Regions from separate parts of the Mus musculus genome. Here all the other regions are linked to region 3. Evidence: chromatin contacts called from public Hi-C data. All regions are on one chromosome and are shown on one strand. The core of a region is the stretch at or near the end of the contact, and the rest is flanking DNA. Distances in the headings are between cores, read along the strand shown.

What was found. A called contact is a pair of places that touch in the nucleus more often than the background predicts.
Region 1: a Hi-C map of cortical glia shows a contact between it and region 3, with 2.1 times the contacts expected there. The contact joins two enhancer-like sites. A contact is called at or near these places in 2 of 484 Hi-C or Micro-C datasets (cortical glia and nephron progenitors) and 3 of 115 datasets of contacts at active chromatin or transcription factors (embryonic stem cells and neural progenitor cells).
Region 2: a contact with region 3 is called in a Hi-C map of cortical glia, with 3 times the contacts expected there. The contact joins two enhancer-like sites. A contact is called at or near these places in 1 of 39 promoter capture datasets (the C10 cell line), 6 of 484 Hi-C or Micro-C datasets (brain, cortical glia, nephron progenitors and 2 more) and 5 of 115 datasets of contacts at active chromatin or transcription factors (embryonic stem cells, extraembryonic endoderm stem cells and neural progenitor cells).

What each region holds. Positions count from the first base shown.
Region 1 is chr3:15,092,852-15,095,704 of GRCm38.p6, forward strand. No RefSeq gene overlaps it. Among named protein-coding and RNA genes, the nearest start is that of Gm42000, 38 kb to the left of the region's middle. Within about 2 kb of position 1,475, at least 11 of the 459 cell types and tissues checked have an H3K27ac peak or open chromatin away from gene starts, as enhancers often do. A contact at or near this core is called in cortical glia, where this site is marked.
Region 2 is chr3:15,111,152-15,114,226 of GRCm38.p6, forward strand. No RefSeq gene overlaps it. Among named protein-coding and RNA genes, the nearest start is that of Gm33819, 45 kb to the right of the region's middle. Within about 2 kb of position 1,525, at least 26 of the 459 cell types and tissues checked have an H3K27ac peak or open chromatin away from gene starts, as enhancers often do. A contact at or near this core is called in cortical glia, where this site is marked.
Region 3 is chr3:14,988,688-14,991,752 of GRCm38.p6, forward strand. All of the region lies in intron 3 of A930001A20Rik (RIKEN cDNA A930001A20 gene), which reads left to right. Among named protein-coding and RNA genes, the nearest start is that of A930001A20Rik, 19 kb to the left of the region's middle. Within about 2 kb of position 1,769, at least 23 of the 459 cell types and tissues checked have an H3K27ac peak or open chromatin away from gene starts, as enhancers often do. A contact at or near this core is called in cortical glia, where this site is marked.

The DNA.
Region 1 (2,853 bases), core at 225-2,724, 100 kb after region 3:
GATATAGTTGTCTTTTGTGAGGCTATGACAGTGCCTGGCAAACACAGAAGTGGATGCTCACAGTCAGCTATTGGATTGAACATAGGGTCCCCAATGGAGGAGCTAGAGAAAGTACCCAAGGAGCTAAAGGGGTCTGCAACCAGATTGATGGAACAATATGAACTAACAGTACCCCCCAGAGCTCATGTCTCTAGCTGCATATGTAGCAGAAGATGGCCTAATCGGCCATCACTGGGAAGAGAGGCCCCTTGGCCTTGCAAACTTTATATGCCTCAGTAGAGGGGAACATCAGGGCCAAGAAGTGGGAGTGGGTGGGTAGAGGGGTGGTGGGGGAGGGTATGGGGGTCTTTTGGGATAGCATTTGAAATGTAAAATAAGAAAATACCTATTTAAAAAAACATTAAAAATTATTTTTATCTTATGTATATGAGTGTTTTGCCTACATGCCTGTCTGCGCACCTATCATGTGCATGCCTAGTGCGAGTGAAAGCCAGAGAGAATGTTGGATCTCTGAATATGGAGTTATAAATTATTGTGTTCTATTATGTGCTTAAGCCTGTGCCTCTCCCTTTATCCAACCCTGTCTCAGTTTAAGCCCACACTTAAGGTGGGATTTACTAATTGGAACGGAGGGGTGGAGATGGGAATGGGTAAGCTCTAGGGAACATGTTCCCTCTGCAGCCTGTGTCTACTGGCCCTGCTGCTTCCCCCCATAAGCCCTGCCCAGGTGACCTGTTCCCATACCATGGATTGGAGAAAGCCAAGCTCCGAAAGCACCTCTATTTGTTCCCTTGGGAACTGAAGCAACTCAGGAAGAGATCTGCCTCCAAGGACTATTTCCCACTATACCCTAGAAATGGTCTAGGGGTTACCGCTTCAGGAGTACTTTGTGTTTTCTTTTAGCTTTGCAGTTTTAAATGCCCTGCCCCCGCACTGCCCCTCTCCCCCTAAGTGTCTGAACGCTTGTAGAGCTTTTTACACCCAGGTCTGAAAATGTAGTTCTACTGGTTTGTGGTTAAATTTGGCTAAGTGATGTTGAAAAAGACTCTCGGAGATTCTAATGGGGATAGTCTTTGCTTCTTGCCCCTATGTCCCACTTTTCCTATTCTGTCCTTTCCCTTGAGAGCTCCCCTCTCTGCTGCCACTGGTCTTACCCTGTAGGCTTCCACCAGGAACAAACATCTCTTGCTCACTCACCCCACTTAACAGATGTAGGATGTTGTATCCTTCCTGCAGGATACAACATGAAGTCACTTAGGTGCTGCTGCTGTGAGCCAGGTTTACCTCCCTAAAAAAAGTAACAATTTCTTCAGGACCTCCCAGACAGATGTGGGAATGTGTATACTCTGCAGGATTGCATTCTCAGGCCTGCCTTCCAGTGTACACTTAACATCACCCCAGGATTATAAGTGACACTGGCACTTGGAAGACCCCTTCCTGTCAAGTACAGCACTGCTGTGAAGGAATTTTTCACAGGTGTTGTTGAAGAATGAAAGACATGAAGTTAGGTGAGATCTACTTAGGGCCCTTTAAAAGTGGTGAATTCCTCTAGTTAGCAGCAGGAGAGACAGAAGAATGTTACACATGTGAAGAGACTCATACGCTGCTGCTGGCTTTTAGCATGTGAGAGGGCATGTGATATGGAAGGTAGAAACAACAGTTGTCATGACTTACAGTAAGTGACAAAAGTGACCTCAGATACATGGCAACAACCAACAGGAGTCTGTCAGCACAGTCAGTGGACTTGAAAATCCAAACTTCCCCAGAGTCTCCAGCTTAGAAGTCAGCCTACCTGACAGCTAGACCTTAGCTCTAAACCCTGGAAAACACAGTAGTATGCTGAGGGCCTAACTTTACGGAAATGTGTTACAGAGTAATTCTTCCTGAAATGGCAACCTGCAAAACTTCACATTGGCAACCAGCACCGAATCAGAGCAGAGAAAACAAGAAAGTCAGGATTAAAGTCAAAACAATGCAGGCCAATAACTCTTCTAGTACAATAAGCCCCCTTGTCCATTGCTGGGACACTTCCAGGGAATGTCTAAACCACATCTGTGCTATGAAACTTCCTACCATGCTCTTTTATTTCCATATGCACATATAAGTATCAGACCTTCACTAAGTGTTCATCACACCCTGTGGCTATAGCTAAGGCTGGCAGTTTGAAATGCAACAGTAAAATTAGCACAAATTCTTCTTCGTGATTTTCTGGATGGAGACTTTTAATTCTATGGCTTTAAGAATCATTAGTATTGTCATATCCCACTGAGGACTTTCTACACCATATCAGGAAGCACTCTATGGCTTCTCTCTGGCCAACCTGAATTACTACTGCTCCTACTTTTGTACCCTAGGGCCAAATAAACAAGTATTACTTTAACACAAGTCCCATGGCATAGTGACAGTTGGTTTGCTCACTTGGACATCTATAAAGTGACTGAGAGGCAATGCATAAATGCAGTGTGCATATCCTGGATCACAGGGTGACTTTCAGTATATATATATATATATATATATATATATATATATATATATATATATATTGGGGGGTGGTGCAAGTGAGAGTGCATAGGACCAAGGTCAGAGGAGATTTACAGTGTATATAAGTAGTACTGAGTAACAACTCATGCTCCTGCAAGACAGAAAATGTTGCATAAGTTTTGTCATATCATTTAAACTTAAGAACCATTTATAGAATTTTCTATTTACTACTTTTGGACTATGGTTGCTAGCTGATAATTGAATACATGAAAGGTAAAATTTCAGATAATGGGGACATTATTGTACTCCTAATTCCCACACCATGGCATCCCAGCTACATTGAATAGCCAACTACACACCAATTTCTCTGAC
Region 2 (3,075 bases), core at 275-2,774, 120 kb after region 3:
TAGATGCTGAAAGTGAGACAGCCTTTTCTTGGCTTACATGGTACAGATTATGGGCCAGAGTCTCATCTGAAACCTATCCCTATCCTTTGTTTGTCCAGGTAACTTTGTGTATGCAACTTAATCTCTCTATGCCTGCACATATAAAACAGGAATAGTAAAGTGTCTACATCTAAAAGCATATGTTACATTAAAAAGACTATATGTGTAAATTTCTTAGAAATCTATAGGCACATATAAAGCATATAGTACATGTCATATTAGCTACCAATATGATTATTTCTATCAGTAAAATGTTGGAAATACTCCTGAAGTCCTAGAGCTAAAGAAAATGATTTATTTCTTTCTGTTCTTCATATCCTAGCAGGGACCTGACAAAAGTAGATGCTAGAAAGTGTTTTATATGAGAATTACAGCAATCATGGACGAATGACTCAATGTAAGCCATGGCTTGGTTTCCTATTGATCATTCAATTTGCATGGAAGTTGACAGTAAAACATACTTGAGAAATGACAGTAAAAATACATTAATGAAGTAGGAGAGTCACAGTTGAAACAGGCAAATCTAACTTTACACTAACATGTTCATGATTTCTAAAATGTGCTGCCTCATGCACTTGAAGCCATGTTTGAAACAGGAATGTTTATTATTATTTACCCAAAAAGAACAATGAAGAGAGTTTAAGCTACTTACCATACCAAACTGAGCCTGTTTAGAGCTCTCCAACTCTTGCTTAGAACTCCTGTATGTAATCTTTTTACATTATTAAAAATAGATATCTTGCCATATTAATATCAATGTTAATATATGAAATTACTTTAATGTTTATCTAAGTATTGTTTTACTTTATTAATTTAATGAATTAATATTTATTATTAAATGGTAACTAGGAAGGAAATGTTTCAAATGTATTAAGTTCTACTGGGAATCAGATGATGCTTTCACACATGACCAAGTAAAATCTTTCTGCTTTGAACTGAATGATCTGATTGGATGATTATGAGGAGAAATGAATGGAAGAATTTTAAGCTGTAAATATCCCTATCTGTCCTCATGACAGTGCAAACAATGACTGTCATCTGTCCTGTGAGATTTTTTCCCATCAAAATGAAAAAAAACTTCTGTATTCTGTTGGAGCTCTGATCCTGTCTCCTGGGTGAACTTTTGTCCTCTCTGCCCTTTGTTTGGTTTGTACACAGGCTGCTTGGAGCTTTTGTAACTAGATATGGAAAGTCTAGTGACTAAGATTAACAATAGAGCAAAGACCAGAGTCCAGCAACACCAACAGAACAAAAGACAAGCAATCCTTTGTGCTTTCTATTTGGAGAAACAATAAAAAATTGTAACCTGTTAACAATCTCTTTTCACTAACACTGGGTTTTAAAGTCACATAAAACCCTAAAACTGTTTGTAGATCATTGGCTTGGTTTGCCTTTCTGTCAGGCTTGGGGATGTTTTAAGTTTGGAACAGAGCCTGTGTTGATGACATAGCACAGGCTAACGTGACTGACGGCAGCTGGTCATCTCTGGTCTATGAGACCTGTAAATTCTTCTGCTATGTTCCACCTCCTTCTTAAGCTCTCAGTGAGTGCTCATTCCAAAGGGAGTCTCATTCTTTGGGTTCCATTTTAATTAAGGAAGTAAGGAATGGAAGTTTTATGTTCTCACCAGGTGATCTTAGGATATATCAGGGAGTCTGGAAAGATTTGCTGAAAATAACAGTTCCAAACTTTTCCATTGGTGAGCAGACACTGACTTCATAGAAATTTAGAAACCACTCCTTGAATTTTTGCTGCCTTTCCGGGGCCATCAACCAAAGGCTTCTTCTCCCACTGTTCTCTCAGTTCATTCCTCCATTATCTGCCTTTTGCTCACCAGTCTCACAACTGCGATTAGAACGTTCATGGTCTTTTCATAAGGTATTGTTAACATCCCAGTGCACTTGTTTTGTGGCTTTCATGACACAAGAATTGGTATTAAATACTTTCTTTCTCTTTAAAAGGCGGTTAACTTTAGAGTCAACCCCAGTGTATGATGTCCAGATTACAAAACAGAGCGCAGTCCTTATAATAGGTTTAAGTCTTGTGATAATAGGTATAATACCTTAAGAAATGGTCAGGAAATGCACTTTTTCGGACACAAGTAGCTCACCTGCTTGATTTCACAAAAAGAATGCGAGGCCTCCACTCCCACCCTTCTAGAGTCCACAAAAGAGAGTGTCTTTTTTTTCTTTTCTTTTCTTTCCTTTTTTTTTCCCCCTTGATGCTGCTGCTGACACAAAACAGAATCTATTCCCCACCCCCATCCCAAACAAAAGTTGAATCATGCCAGAGTAGTGCAGGCTCGCAAGAGAAACTCATGACCCAGTAATTGAGTGGTGAAGAAGCTTTTGAGTAATGACTTCTGGTCATTTGAAAACTGTAATTACTGTGTTTAAATGTCCACAGTGTAATTACCAAGAGACCCTTTTGTGAAAAGAATGTTCATCTTGAAAACTTCTTTTTATAGTAGTATTTCTATTTAAACTTTTAATCTCAATGAAATATTTAAAGGCTTTAAGTCTGCATTCAGACTTGAAATTTAGTATTTTTCAAAATTAAGAGTACAGGTGAAAGAATCAGAATGAACTATGGTTGGGTGCCATGCTAAATCCTCTTTGAACAAAACATAGAATCAACATTTCAATTCTCAGATTACATAATAGTTTATTTATTGTGTATAAGTGGCTTGATCGCTCTGAAATCTATTTTTAAAATCAAATTAACTCAATCTGTGCTTCTAATTTGGAACGTAGGCTAGAATTTTTAGGATATATTTTGAGACCTTATTTATCCTGTTTCTCAAATTAAACATGTAGGTGACACTAATTATAACAAGTATTTATTAATTTCTACTTCTAAGCAAAACTGAATCTGTGGGGTCAGTTTTCTAGTGGGGGAAATGCCAGATTTTTACCAAATGAATCCTGCCTTCCTGTGTCTCAGGGTGAACGCACATCACTTCCTGAGTATCATATGGGATTATATTTGTCAAGCTTCTCATATGCCCAGGCAATGCCAGTCGTTCATGCCCAAAAC
Region 3 (3,065 bases), core at 519-3,018:
TGCAGGGCGATTATATAGTAAGAAGGGTAAAATATTGAAGGTGACCCAGTAAGGGGAACAGAGTTAGGGGAGTTTATAAAATCAAGGAATTAGAATAAGGTTGGCTTTTATGGCAAGGAGCTAGAATGAAAGATGCTTTATATAGAAAGGGAGTGGGACAAGGTGGTATTGTACAGTGATTATTTTTTTTTTCAAGGTCAGAATTTTATTAGATAGTCTGATTCTTTTTTTTTCCATTTTTTATTAGGTATTTAGCTCATTTACATTTCCAATGCTATACTAAAAGTCCCCCATACCCACCTACCCCCACTCCCCTACCCACCCACTCCCCCTTTTTGGCCCTGGCGTTCCCCTGTTGTACAGTGATTATAAGTTAAGACTTTTTTAAAGTTTCTTTTTTAATAGTTTTATTATTTTTAGTAGATATTTTCTTTATTTACATTTCAAATATTATCCCCTTTCCTAGTTTCCCCTCTGAAAACCCTCTATCCCCTTCCCCCTCCTCCTGCTCACCAACACACCCACTCCTACTTCCTGGTCCTGGCATTCCCCTATACTAGGGCATAGAGCCTTCACAGGACCAAGGGTCTCTCCTTCTACTGATGACTGACTAGGCCATTCTCTGCTATATATGCTGCTAGAGCCATGAGTCCCACCATGTGTTTTCTTTGGTTAGTGGTTTAGTCCCACGGAGCTCTGGGGGCATTGGTATCTTATTAACCCATAGTAGACATCTTTCCCTTCACACAATTATTTTAGAAGCAAATTGTTACTTTCTTCCAACCTCATTCTCACCAGCTGTCTCTTCAATTGCCTCATTTTATGTAGAACAACACATTCCTTCACTCAAGGACATATCAGAGAGTGGGGGGCGGGAGGAGGCTGAGAGGAGGAAGGCAATTATTCATAATTTAATATGTTTGATTTTATCATGTGGAGATTGAGCATTTTCTCCTTACTAGTCATAAAAATTAAAATCAGAAATACAAACTCCCCCTTTAGGGTTGCTGGTTTTCCCAGTGGTTGTTTTCCATTTGGCTCGGTGTCTTGCATCTCCTTGTTGAAGGAGGATGTGGGGAGGACAGGAAGGAAGCCAGGAACAGTAGTTCTGCAGAGGATATGCCTGACTTTCGGTTATAGGACAGCAGAAATCATGTGAGACTCAAAGCCTGAATATCTTCTTTCAAGCCTTAGCAGGCTGCTTCCTGCTAGGTGAATAGTTGGCCAAGCAACTAATCAGGTGGTGCCCCAGTTTTCCTAGTAGGAAGTGTGGAGTGTGGATGTCATCGAACCTTAGCTGCTGCCCTTCATGTGACCCCCCATAGGCTTTGATCTGACACTCAACTACTCACCAAGCACTGTAGGACAATGCTCCACTAATTTCTCTCTTCACTAAATGAGTTCCCATGAGACAAGGGGATGAGTGAACTTCTAGCTGCTTTGCAAATCAGAAGACAACCGCTGTCACAACCTCAAGATCCAAAAATGAGTAAAATAAAATAAAAAATAGAAATAAAATTAAAGCATTATCCTCGGGGAGAATTCCTTTGTGTGAAGGGCTATATTTGTTAACCAGGCTGTTATAATAAATATAGGACAAATGGGAGTGAATCTTCACTGTGATGGCTACTACAAGTCCCAAACCACAAAATCAGCAGAGTGGATGATTTCTGGCTTCCAAATTATGGCCTCCTTAGTCTCCCAGAGGTATGTATGTATGATCAATTCTCTTTTTCTTACAAGGAGATACCACTCATAGTGGATCAGGGCCCGCTCATTCTCATTTTTCCTTAAGGGTGTCTTTAACAGGCACATCTCCCAAAACACTGTAGTCAGAGGTCTTGAAGTTTAAATCCTACAGAAATTTTGGAGGGACACCACTACCTGTAACACAGATGGCTACCTTTCTCTTTTCGTATGTTAATATTCATTCAATATTTTGTATAAGCACTAATTTCTTTTAGTTTGCATAAGTTATTTTGTGACCAGTCATTGTGGCGTTCAGAGTTCAGATTTCTTTTGTCTTTTGTCTTTTTGGGTTTGGTGTTGAAGGTTTCCAACAAGGACAGTATTGTCCAGAGGATATTTGTCCGTTGAGGTTTGTTCATTGTCTTTCTCTCAGTTCACAAAGCTGTAAACATTGTTGGTGATTAATCGTAGGTGATAATCAGTTTGCAAAAAAGGAGAGGAGATTTCCATTGCATGAGATCTGCCTTACAGCAGTAATTCATGACTAGTAATTGGCCAACCACTTTCTGGTGGCAGTCAAAATCCAGTACTTTTCTGTGCCTCTTTAAGATCAAAGGCAAAGAAATAAGAACTGTAATTTTCACCAGTTTTAACAAAAAAATTATACAAGTGATAAAGGGCATGTAATTTCTTAGAAAACAGAGCATAGCAAATACTTTCTAATCTGTCAAGGCAGCAAATATACAAGAGATTCCACATGCCTTTTTAATTTTCATTAAATATTTTACTGAATTCCCATGCATTTCACTATCAGTGCTATAAAGAGATTCTTCTTAGAAGAAATAACTCAATTTTTTACCAGACGTTCAGGCTTGCTTTAATCAGCAAATTGTTCAGGCTCTTCCTAGGTACTTAGGGCTGAGCTGGGCTGAAACATGAGTGTAAAATGAGCTACATCAACAGCTGGATCTGAAAACCTTCTGAACTGCCACATACTTTATGTCTGAATTTTCCATTGGAGATGCTCCATCGTAGAAGGCCCTTTAACCTTTTTTACCAAAAATGATTTCTAAAATTGTGTCTGTGTATATGTAAAGAATGTGTACGGTGGTACGAGAATAGATTAGAAAAGCGCATTGGATGCCAGATGTTGGAGTTATAAGTGGCTATAACCTACCATCATGGGCACTGAACTCTTTTGGTAAAATAGTAATCACTGTTAATCACTGAATCATCTTTCTAGGCTTCGTTCAGCCTTCTTTAAAATAAAGTTTTGTTGGCCAAGGTAGCAAGTTCCACACATGCTCCTGCTTCTAACCACAGGTAAAATCAGGCCTCAGTTAGACCACAAGTCAGACAAATAACTTATGCTGAGA